2 separate regions of the Triticum aestivum genome follow, and region 2 is linked to region 1. The links are chromatin contacts, called in public Hi-C maps. All regions are on one chromosome and are shown on one strand. Each heading gives the region's core, a stretch centred on a gene start, on an enhancer-like site or on the middle of the called end of the contact. The rest is flanking DNA. Distances are from core to core; before and after follow the strand shown. Region 1 holds the start of LOC123119249 (ubiquitin carboxyl-terminal hydrolase 8). Region 2 holds the start of LOC123119252 (DIMBOA UDP-glucosyltransferase BX9).

The links. Hi-C and Micro-C count contacts between places; a contact is called where the count stands out from the background.
Region 2: a Hi-C map of leaf shows a contact between it and region 1, with 5 times the contacts expected there. The contact joins the promoter of LOC123119252 here to the promoter of LOC123119249 in region 1. A contact is called at or near these places in 2 of 5 Hi-C or Micro-C datasets (both in leaf) and 1 of 1 datasets of contacts at active chromatin or transcription factors (leaf).

What each region holds. Positions count from the first base shown.
Region 1 is chr5D:34,047,988-34,053,087 of IWGSC CS RefSeq v2.1, forward strand. LOC123119249 (ubiquitin carboxyl-terminal hydrolase 8) reads right to left here and starts at 3,768. Exons shown (of 13, transcript XM_044538976.1): 1 at 3,586-3,768; 2 at 3,255-3,494; 3 at 1,844-1,979; 4 at 1,623-1,682; 5 at 1,453-1,545; 6 at 284-595; 7 at 55-195. The coding sequence starts at 3,695.
Region 2 is chr5D:34,398,011-34,403,413 of IWGSC CS RefSeq v2.1, forward strand. LOC123119252 (DIMBOA UDP-glucosyltransferase BX9) reads right to left here and starts at 1,801. Exons shown (of 2, transcript XM_044538978.1): 1 at 1,255-1,801; 2 at 1-1,178. The coding sequence starts at 1,741. The coding sequence ends at 829. LOC123119250 (putative F-box protein PP2-B12) reads left to right here and starts at 4,030. Exons shown (of 3, transcript XM_044538977.1): 1 at 4,030-4,552; 2 at 4,631-4,749; 3 at 5,177-5,403. The coding sequence starts at 4,184.

The DNA.
Region 1 (5,100 bases), core at 2,518-5,017:
TGCCAACCATGCTAAAAACATCTGTGTCTTTCAGAAAACAAGAAATTTACTAACCTGTGAATCATGTTGGTTAAAGCCACTGAATTGGGGGGCAAAGCGTGCAAGTTTTGCCTTAAACTGGCGAGGAGAAAATGAGGTTCCGTCAATAGCCCACAACTTCCTCACCAGATCTCCAAATGAATAAGCAAGCTCCCCCTATTTAAGAAACATTGTCTAGATGAGCAACGGAATAAAAATTAAGAATAAATGAACTGTGTTTATGGTAAAAGAAATTTCAACATGCCTTCATTCCTAGTGGGTTCTGGGTGTTTATTTCCTTCTGGTAATCTCCAAGAAAATAGTCAACCAGCTTTGAAGTATGAGCCAAACACTGGACTGCACTGTTCATGAAACATGTGTTTCCAAGATTGTCTAATCCTATTAAACCAGAGCCAACTTGCTTACAGATTCCACCTGATGAATCCAGATCCATGTCCATGATGCCACCATTGCTCAAAGCTGAGCTACCCATGGTCAATGCTAACTCATCTTTTCTCCCAGCAGCACCATTAGCCGGAGGTTCTGATATATCATAGAATTGTATTTCCAGAGGCATCTGAAGATGTGAACAAAATCATATAAGCACAATATACTACAGAAGTATTCCATTACTCATCTAAAGATATGAATAAAAGGCCGTTGAAGATCTTATTTCAGAACTTAACTGCTGTTAGATTTAGTATCAAATACTCCCTCCGTCTCAAAATGTAAGACATATTTTGACACTGTCAAAAACGTCTTACATTCTGAGACAGAGGGAGTAACTAGGAAGGGCAACCTGGTGTATACTTCGTTTAGTCAAGCCAGGCGCGTCTGGATTAACCTAGCAGAAGCCAACTCATCTATTTTGAGGAAGCTGGCTCAATCCAGATCGGTCACATCATCTTTGATATTATGGAGGGAGGGGGGTACCAGTAGCAATATATACAATGCTAAACATGCTTATAACTTGCCAGATATAAGTAGAACTTCAGGCATTAGCCCAATTTACTTGCAAATAAACAGGCTAGCACTCCAGCATTGAGGCGAGGTTAGATTTCAAAAGCTCAGAGAAGATGCGGGCTATAAGCATACTTTCAATTTCAACCCGCTTAAAAGCAACTGCAACAATTAGTTACTTACTACCCATGTGCACATGAAAATTTAAGTGACTAAAGTATAAAATTTTCATTAGGACAGTGAATATTTACTCAAGAAACCAGCAATATAGCGTTACAATGCTCCGCATTCAAATAAAATTAGTAATGGGGATTAATTTGGCTAATTAGTAGTAATGCAGTAGAAAAGCCTTAAGAAGTGGCTAGGAGATAAAAGACTATGACCAACACAACTGTACAATTAATTTATAGCAATCTTATGCAAGAAATTAAGCATAGGAAATAGAATGGCAAATTTGATCGAGAAGATAATGACCTCCTGGTCAGAAGACCGAGGATCTTGGGGCATACGGTTCCATTCATTCATCAATATGAAGGTTGTTCGCCCAGAGAAATCCCATATGTGAACCTAAATATAATAGACATGTGATCAAAGAAAAGAAACACAAAACTTTACACATTCAAGTGAAAATAATCAGAAATTACCGGCTCAGACTCCGAAGCCAGAATCTTGTTTGCTCTTTTAAAGTTCTCGGCTGAGTTGTCCTGATATGTTAAAAGTAAAAGTTAGAACAACACCGTTTTCTTATGAACTGAAGTGAAATTCATGCATGAAAACATATAGATCCTTTACAAAACAAACACTGCTGAGAAACCTTTCTTCAAAACAAGGAGGGGAAGCAGATAGTGTGGAAAATAACACATACCTTTCTACTGATCTTCACCGTTAGTGCATTTGTACCTCTAGTGACCGAAACTCTAAGCATTATAGGATAAATGTTTACGGATGCCTCTTCAGTAAGCAATGAACTTTTGCCATTGGACTTGAGAGAATCAGAATGCCTAGGTGAGAAAATCAAGAAATCAATTAAGTTATGAGACAGATAATATAAACAATCAGGGCAAACCAAAAATTGGAGCATAGCTAAACCAGCCAGCTATGCATATATTACACAATTGGTAGGCCTAATTTTTAGGTGCATCATTGCATTCAAATATTACATTTATGTAATCTCACTTCCCATCCATCCACCAGCTCAAGGAATAAATGCAACAGGCTAAATACAATACCAGATCTCTTGGTCTGAACTTGCTGCATGGTGTAATGAGTTTCCCTCAGAATAGTTTAAAGTGGGTTACATCCAAGCTTCATCTAAAGACTCAAGAAAAATTGGGTTTGTAACTTTGTACTATGACTCGTACAACACAAAAGCATAAAGTGAACCAATAAATGTCCCCTTGTTGCCATCGGCTATCGCAGACAAACTAGAGATGAAACGACAAACCATATAGTAGACTAGACCATCATATTTTTCTTTCTCCTACAAAACTTTTCAAGACATGCTGGAGACAGAGCATCAACAGTAGTAGCCTCCGCGGAGCCAGTATGACAAAAAAATTCAATTATAACCTTCATGGAAAATTGACGCCAAAGAACTCTCCGCCTTGGTTGCACATTGCTTTAATAAGAAGGAATGCTATGTACAATGTAATACGTATATAATTAATAATCCATCACTTTCAGTTAGTAAGCGTGTCACTAATAAACCTTTCATGTAACGCAAATAAGTCCAACTGCACACTTTATAGCATGCTTATACAAAGTTAATATTCCGTACACATATAAGGAGGATAACAAACTAGTGTGTGCACAAGACGACACAACAATATCGACGAATTAATCCATCCGCCTAGGCGCATTCATTCTACCAGCAGGAAGCTCAGTGGCGCGCATGCAAGTGAGCAACGGACAGTTACCCTATATAGCCCACCTGAGACTACCGGTGCCATTTTAGAAACATAGGGTACAAGCTTGGTTCTCTAACTCCCTTTAACCCCAACGGCAAGGGTGATTCCAATCTAGAATCTAGAACATACCTATTGACCAAACCACATGCATTAATCGACAGCGCAATGCATATGATACCTAAAGCTTCACTGGGCACCAACCATCAGATTTGATCCAATACTAATACCATGCATCATCGCTTACGTAATAACCCGCGCACCAGGCATGATCAGAATCTAGGCATTACAAATGCATCTATATCTATTCATCCAATCCATGATCCGCTCCCGTCCCAACGGGCAAGTAGAGGCAGAGTCTTTTGTGCTCACCAGGTGCGTGCCTTCCCGAAGAGGTCGGCCGCGACGAGCGCGTAGCTCCTGGCCCCGGCCTTGGCGGAGGCTTCGGGCTGGAGGAGGTCGTCGGCGCGGCGGAGGGTGAAGGCGGCGTTCTCGCTCATGAGCAGGCTGAGCACCCCGCGGAACCCGTAGGAGGGGCCCCCCGACGGCGCCGCCGCGTAGGGAATCCCGTGCGCGTCGATCTCGGCGCCCTCCTGCGCCTCCCTCCACCACCTGCATTGCTCGGGCAGCGATGCCGTCAGAGATGCCATCCGCAGACCCGCCGGCCTCGGATCGGAGGGCTAGGGTTTGTTGGAGCGCTTACCGGTGCTGGACGAGGAAGACGCGGTCGTCGTCATCGGCGGGCGCGGCGGAGGCGGGGCCGGGGCCGGAGGTGGACGCGGCGTCGCCGGCGGCGAGCGGGGAGGAGGGCATTGGGGTGGGATCCGAGGGAATTCGGCGGCGAGCGGGCGTGCGGCGGATTTGGAGACGCGGCGGGGAGGAGATCGATTTGGATTTGGATTTGGATTGAATCGAAGCGGAAGGCGAGGAGGGGGTGGAGAAGACGATGCCCTGAAGGAGAAGGCTGCTATTTACGCGGAGGACGATGAGTCACTTGACCAGAGATGGAATCGAACCGCGCCGCGGCCACAGCGAGTAGTAGCGCTTTCTAGAGCCGGGCCCACCCGTCGGCCTCGGCTGCTGTCTTTCTTATCGTTTTTTTTTTTTTTGCAAAAGTCTTTCTTACAAATTTTGCTATGTACTCCTTCCGTTCCTAAATATAAGTCTTTGTAGAGATTCCACTATGAACCACATACGGATGTATATAGATGGATTTTAAGTGTAGATTCATTCAATTTGCTTCGTATGTAGTCCACCTAGTGGAATCACTAGAAAGACTTATATTTAGGAACGGAGGGAGTACTCCATAGAGTTAATTACACTATTAATACATAAACTTGCAGCGCAGGTACAGTTTCATACAAAAACTTGCAAATTGACTCAAATAAGCCCCTAAACTTACTTTGCCGGAACAAGCTGATACAAATTAGCCTGAAACCTGCCCGTCGGATGAGAGGCACGCACCGATCACTTCAGTTTTCATTTCTCATCGGCCCTTTCGCCTTTCTGTTTCTCCTCGTCGACGGTGCGATGGTCATCGGGGATGAGATCGACGCTGGATGGAGCCGCATCCTCGCGGCATTGGCGAGTTCCCGCCGGACTACGGTATGAAATCACCTTCCTTCTTCTATATTGGATTGTCCCCCTGTATTGGCTTGTTTTGTGGTATTTCCGCCTGCTTGTCATTGTGTACTAACACCGGTGTTGGGTGTGATGTTCAGAGTTTCAGAAAGTAGTGTTCTGCTACAGTGGAGTTGTTGTTGTGTGCTCATAATCTTGTGATGTGATTACTTTCATAGTTTTGTGACTGAAACAAGCGTCGTTTAAATATTTTCACTACCACTATTTTACATACCTCAGATGAACAGGCTAGAAACCTACGCCGTGTGTCAAATCCTTTTGTACACACTCTATGAACAGGGTTACGAGAATACCCGCAATTCTCCTTCTTCTCAATGTCACAAAAGTCATGGCAATACTCAAATGGTGGAATAAACCCATCAAAATCATACTCGGTGGCCATTTGCATTTGACTCTACAAAAAATTGTTGAGTTCTGCTCAAAGTCACATACTGCAGGACACAAGAAATTACGAATAGAAAAGCACCTACGGTTTTTTTGGGGCCGAAATGTCGCTCAAATGTCACCAACCATTCTTCAGTACAACCGTCGCCCAGGCCGCCGTCGAGACCGACATTGCCACCGCCGACGCCCATGG
Region 2 (5,403 bases), core at 551-3,050, 350 kb after region 1:
GACACCGAGCGCGCCAACGGGGGAACTGGACTGGGCCGCGCACACTGAACGACTCCGTGCACAGCTTGCCCACGCCCAGGCATGCTTCAAGAAGCAGGTCGATCGTCACCGTGCAAAGCGCGCGTTCGACGTCGGGGAACAAGTCCTCCTCAAGATGCAGCCGTACGCGCAGTCGTCGGTTGTCAACCGCCCCTGCCGGAAGCTCTCCTGCAAGTTCTACGGTCCATTCATGGTGGCCGAACGAATCGGCACCCTGGCGTATCGTCTTCAACTGCCAGCGGACAGCAGCATCCATCCGGTATTCCATGTTTCGCAGTTGAAGCCTTATACTCCTGATTACACTCCTGTTTTCTCTGAGCCGCCACAAATACCAGACTTGGTCACCGGCAACGCGGAACCAGTGGCCATCGTGGAGCGTCGCATGATGAAGAAAGGGGATGCACCAGTGATCCAGCTACAAGTTCAGTGGTCCAACAGACCCTCGACAGCCACCACTTGGGAAGACTACGACATCCTCAAAGAGCGCTATCCATCGACCTGCATTTGGGAGGGAGCTCCATCAGAAGACGGGGGCAATGTCACGCCTGCAGATGACGATCTGCAGCGGACTGCAAGTGTAGTTCAGTTAACTGTTGTTAACTGAACCACAACGAGTGTGTGGCGTGCGTTTGGGCCCGAGGCCATGTAGCGTGTGTTGGGCCTTGGCCCGGGGTTGAGCCCAGATGGGCAGCTGCTTAATGTACGGCTACCAGATGATGAGGCAGCGAGTGATTGGTGAACCAAATCCCTTTCCCCTCCTCCAAGCTCTCTCCCTCTCACCTGCTATCCTCACCTACCCTCGATCTGATCTCGATCCCCTCCTCTCTTCCTCCTCTGGGTCGTGACACCGCGGTCCGGCGCGTGCAGGCCGTGCTCCGCCGGCGCCGGCCCGGGGCACATCCTGTGCAGAGGGCCGACCGCGAACGCCGGACAGGACAACTCTTTCTCTATCCTGGCCAGCTCCGGCGTCTCGATGGCGTCGAACGAGTTGAGAACGACCCCTGACGTTGAGGCCCACACGGCGTCAGCGACGCGGGCGATGAAGCCGCAGAGCGCGTCTACGTCGCTGCCGTCGATGCGGATGAGGTCGCGCACGCGGAGCAGCTCGAGCTCCGGCACCAGCTCGTCCCGCCGCTCCTCTGCAGAGAAAGTTCACAAGCTCTCATCAGTCCATCCGTCGGTTGAGTACGAATTCAATTAGCTCGCACCACTTGCCTTTGATGGGGACGTAGCCGGCGTCGCGCAGCCGAGGGAACGCAAGTAAGCTGCCGAACGTGGCGGCGCTGTCCGTCCGGAGCGCGAGCACGGGGACGCCGAGCACGCCCGCCGCCCCCAGCGCCGCGTACCACTGCCCGTCGACGACCACGCAGGCGACGTCCTCACGCAGCAGCAGCAGCGATGCCAGGGCCTCCCGGAACGGCGCCTCGCAACCGTTGTTGAGGGCCAGGAGCTGCGCGACGATGTCGGCGTCGGGGGAGGTGGCCACGTGCGGGAGCGCCTCGTGGATCGAGACAAAGGCAAGCTCCGGATGGTGCGGGGGGTCGGGCGCGTTGAAGTCGGTATGGAGGACGGTGACGGCCAGGCCGCGGGCGCGGAGGAGCTCGGCCAGCTGGAGCATGGGGCTGAGGTGGCCCTGGAACGGCAGCGGGAACAAGACGACCCGGCGGCGGACGGCGTGGGGTGCCTTTTCTTGTGTCGTCATCGTCGCGGGCTAGATGGTGTGGCTGGAACCGGATCCTCTAAGGAAAGTCATGATGCTATAGGGTTTGCCTAGTATAAAATGAGGAAAGGAAGTTAGGGACTATTAATAGGTAGTTAGTAGGTTGTTTACTGTTGGTATTTAATGTTGATATAAATAATTTAAAATTAATTTTATTTCACCATCAATTTGTTTGTATGTAATTAATTACTATAAATGTACACAATAGATCATTAATTTGCAAATTAATTAAGTCATTTTAGCCATTATCATATGAATAGAAAGAAGAAAAGTTAGGGTATTGTAGCTTCTCTAATTTTACTTCTCAATGTTCGAGGATCCGGTTCCGGTGCGGCTAGCGTACCAAAGCATAAACAATGACGGGATCGATTATTGTATAAGGAGGCAGCTAACCAAGTGGAGTAGTAGTATTTTTTATTTTTTATTTTGAGCGACTTACCAAATGTATCAGCCCAACTGCATAGTCCAGCGCCAAGTCATGTAAAAGCTTATAAGTAAAATATTCGACTTCCATAGCTGGCGAACATTCGCCTGAGGATGGCATTTGCTAATGATGTTCATGTCAATTTTGGTATAGAGATTGGCAATTTATTGAGACTAGCATGGCAATTCCTTCTTGGAGAAGGCGTTTTTTTAATGTCACCGTTTGATCTCGATCAAATGGCTGCGAGGGCGTTCGGTGGGAGTTCTTTCAGAGCGAACGTTCGCCGGTTAGCATTACTGTAAAAAAAATTGTCGATGACTCGGCCGCCTTCATATGTGGAAAATTAAAAAGGGTTGGGTGCTTTGGAAAACCTGGGTTGTTGATCGGAAACGCTCCTTCGCGAGCGAGCGTCGCAACGAGCGACCTCTTTTCCTCCCACTAGCGAAAGCCAAGGACAGATGGGCGTTAAAACAGCAGCCCACATGTGCATGTACAGCGCTGGACCCTCCCTGCTCTCTCTCCCGTGAACCATAATCTCACCCCCCTGATTTCAATGGGTGGGGCCCGGGGTGGGGCCGGATTTACCTCAAACTATGTCCCACACTTGCTAAAAAGGCAACCCACACTTGCTAAAAAAGGCAACCACAGCCTGTCTGAATTCGAGCGTTGCAGCGCGCGCGCGAGATAGCAGCGCTCGCGTTGTTGATGCCAAAAGCCCCCAAACTCTTGCTCTAAACTGCCACCGTCATTGACTGCTTGACAAAATGGAGGAGCGTAGAACTCTATCTCCTTCAGAAGCCGGCCGTAGGACTGCTGCCAAACATGAGATCCATCGTCACAATGCTTTCCTCGCTTCTTATTGGCCTCGACGGGCTAATGTCAAATCATCTCTGTCAGAGATGTCTTTGATTTGGAGAAATTTAATATAAAAAAAATCATATGATAGGATCTCTATAGGAAATGTTTCTTTAGAGCCCTTCAATTTATAAGAAAGGATTCATATTCCTACATAGGAATGGTCACCATCCTCCGTATTTGAAAGAAAAATAAACATGAGTCTAGACTCAATGAGAAAAAAAAACCTATCTCGTGAAACAAATGACATATCTTTAATATTCCTATTCATAGAATTTTAGATTATGTCATCTCATTTCCTACAAATTTTCTATTCCTATTATATTTCTACCCCATGAACCAGAGAATGCCTCAAAATACTTGCACATTTGAGCCTCCACTAGATTCCATGTAGATCATAGTCACTAGCTAGTTCAGAACTAGTCAAGGCGGGACTCTAGTAGATCTTCGCGTTTCGCGCCTCAGCTGCAGCGGCATTTGCGGCTAACCTCCATTGTGTGAGCGACCTAGCGCTCCTCCTCATCTGTCAGGAAGTCGCAGTAGCACACAAGGTCGCTCACTATTTATCTCTCGAGGTTCGTCCGCACAACCGGGTGAGATGTGAAACACAACATCATTTTTCGAGGACATCGTCCGCTCGCATTCGCTGAAAGTCATTTTCTATGTGTTCAACTGTTCTATGCATGTGGTCGCTTTACGGCCGCGACATGCTCTGCTTGCGGTTGGGGCCGGCGCATGATCACGATTGAGGCGTCATGGATGCGGTTGCGGCGCGCGCATAGTCATCATGTAGTTACACACTGCAAAAACTGTCATACGGAAGTACTGATATTACAGACTGTCCAGCCCCATTTATCTCCGCGGCCATTAACTGTGTCTCTTCAACCGTTTGATTGCGCGCCACGACACAAGAACCACGCCCACTATGATAGTGGTGCGCAAGTGGGACACCCATGGTCGCGTACGAAACCGTGTACAGGTGGCTCCATTTTGCATTGACTTTGGAGAGCGCTTCCGTGACCCTGAAATTTCAACCAAGTTTGGATGGGATGGAAGAGCAAGATCGCTTGTGGCATTTTAAAATGCAGTTGCTTCGCCACAAATGAAATCGATTTAATTTGCTTCCGATAGACATTTTTGCAGTAATGGAGTGGAAGGGCGGCTTCCAGGTGCTTCGTCGCCTCCTCCAGCTGGAGCCGAGGGGATCGACCGAGCCGCGCGCCGAGGACGAGGAGGCTCCGACGGCGACGGGGGAAACCTGCGAGATCGCGCGCCTGCCGGAGGAGCTCCTGTCGGTGGCGCTGTCCCTCACGGCGCCGCGCGACGCCTGCCGCGCCGCCGCGGTCTCCCCGGCATTCCGCGCCGCGGCCGACTCCGACGCCGTCTGGGCCTGCTTCCTGCCCAGCGCCCGCGACCTCCCGCCGCTGGCCGACGGGGAGCCGCCGCCGCGCAGCAAGAAGGACCTGTTCCGCCGCCTCTCCGGCAGCCCCATCCTCCTCCCAGGCGGACTCGTGGTACGTAAAGCGGGTGTATACGGCGGCGCGCGGGCAGGGATTTGGCTGGTCGCTAATCAGCCGTGTGTGCGCGTGCAGAGCATGTGGCTGGACAGGGAGACCGGCGCCAAGTGCTACATGGTGGCGGCGAGGGAGCTGTACATCTGCTGGGGCGACACGCCGCAGTACTGGACCTGGATCCCTCTCGCCGACGCTAGGTTCCTTCCTAATCCTTTTCGCTTTCCTTCCAGTCCCCGAGTCCCGTTGCAGCTAACTTGTGCTGCTGGCCTGCCTGAATGATGCTGCCTTCCTTGTCATCGCCATTATCCTTATCTGATTGACTGCAATTGCATACTAATACTAGTAGTAGTTGAAATCAGTTTTGGTGATACAGTATATATTTAGAGTTTCAGACATGCCAAGTTGAAGTCAGTTTCTTTGGACATTGGAATACCGCTGTACTGTCTATATGCCATGGTCCTTGTTTCTTGGACAGTGGAATGTGACTCTATGGACTATGGTGTAGTACCTTATTCAAACTAGAGCTTAATGTGTGTCTCTGAAGATGGCTCTCTGCGACCTTTCTCTGTTGATTGGTTTTCACCTTGGTTACAACATCCTAATGAACCCTATACTGGACTCCAGGTTTTCGGAGAGTGCTCAACTCAGACAAGTCTGCTGGCTGGATATCTGCGGCAACATACATAGCAACATGCTGACCCCAGGCTCAGCCTACGCCGCGTACATGGTGTACAAGTTGGCCGACGATTCCTATGGACTGGACTCGCCAGCCCAGGCATCGGTCAGCATTGGAGGCATCAACCGATCAACCCGCAAGGTCAGCCTGCAGCTCCATGCTGGCAGTGGGCAGC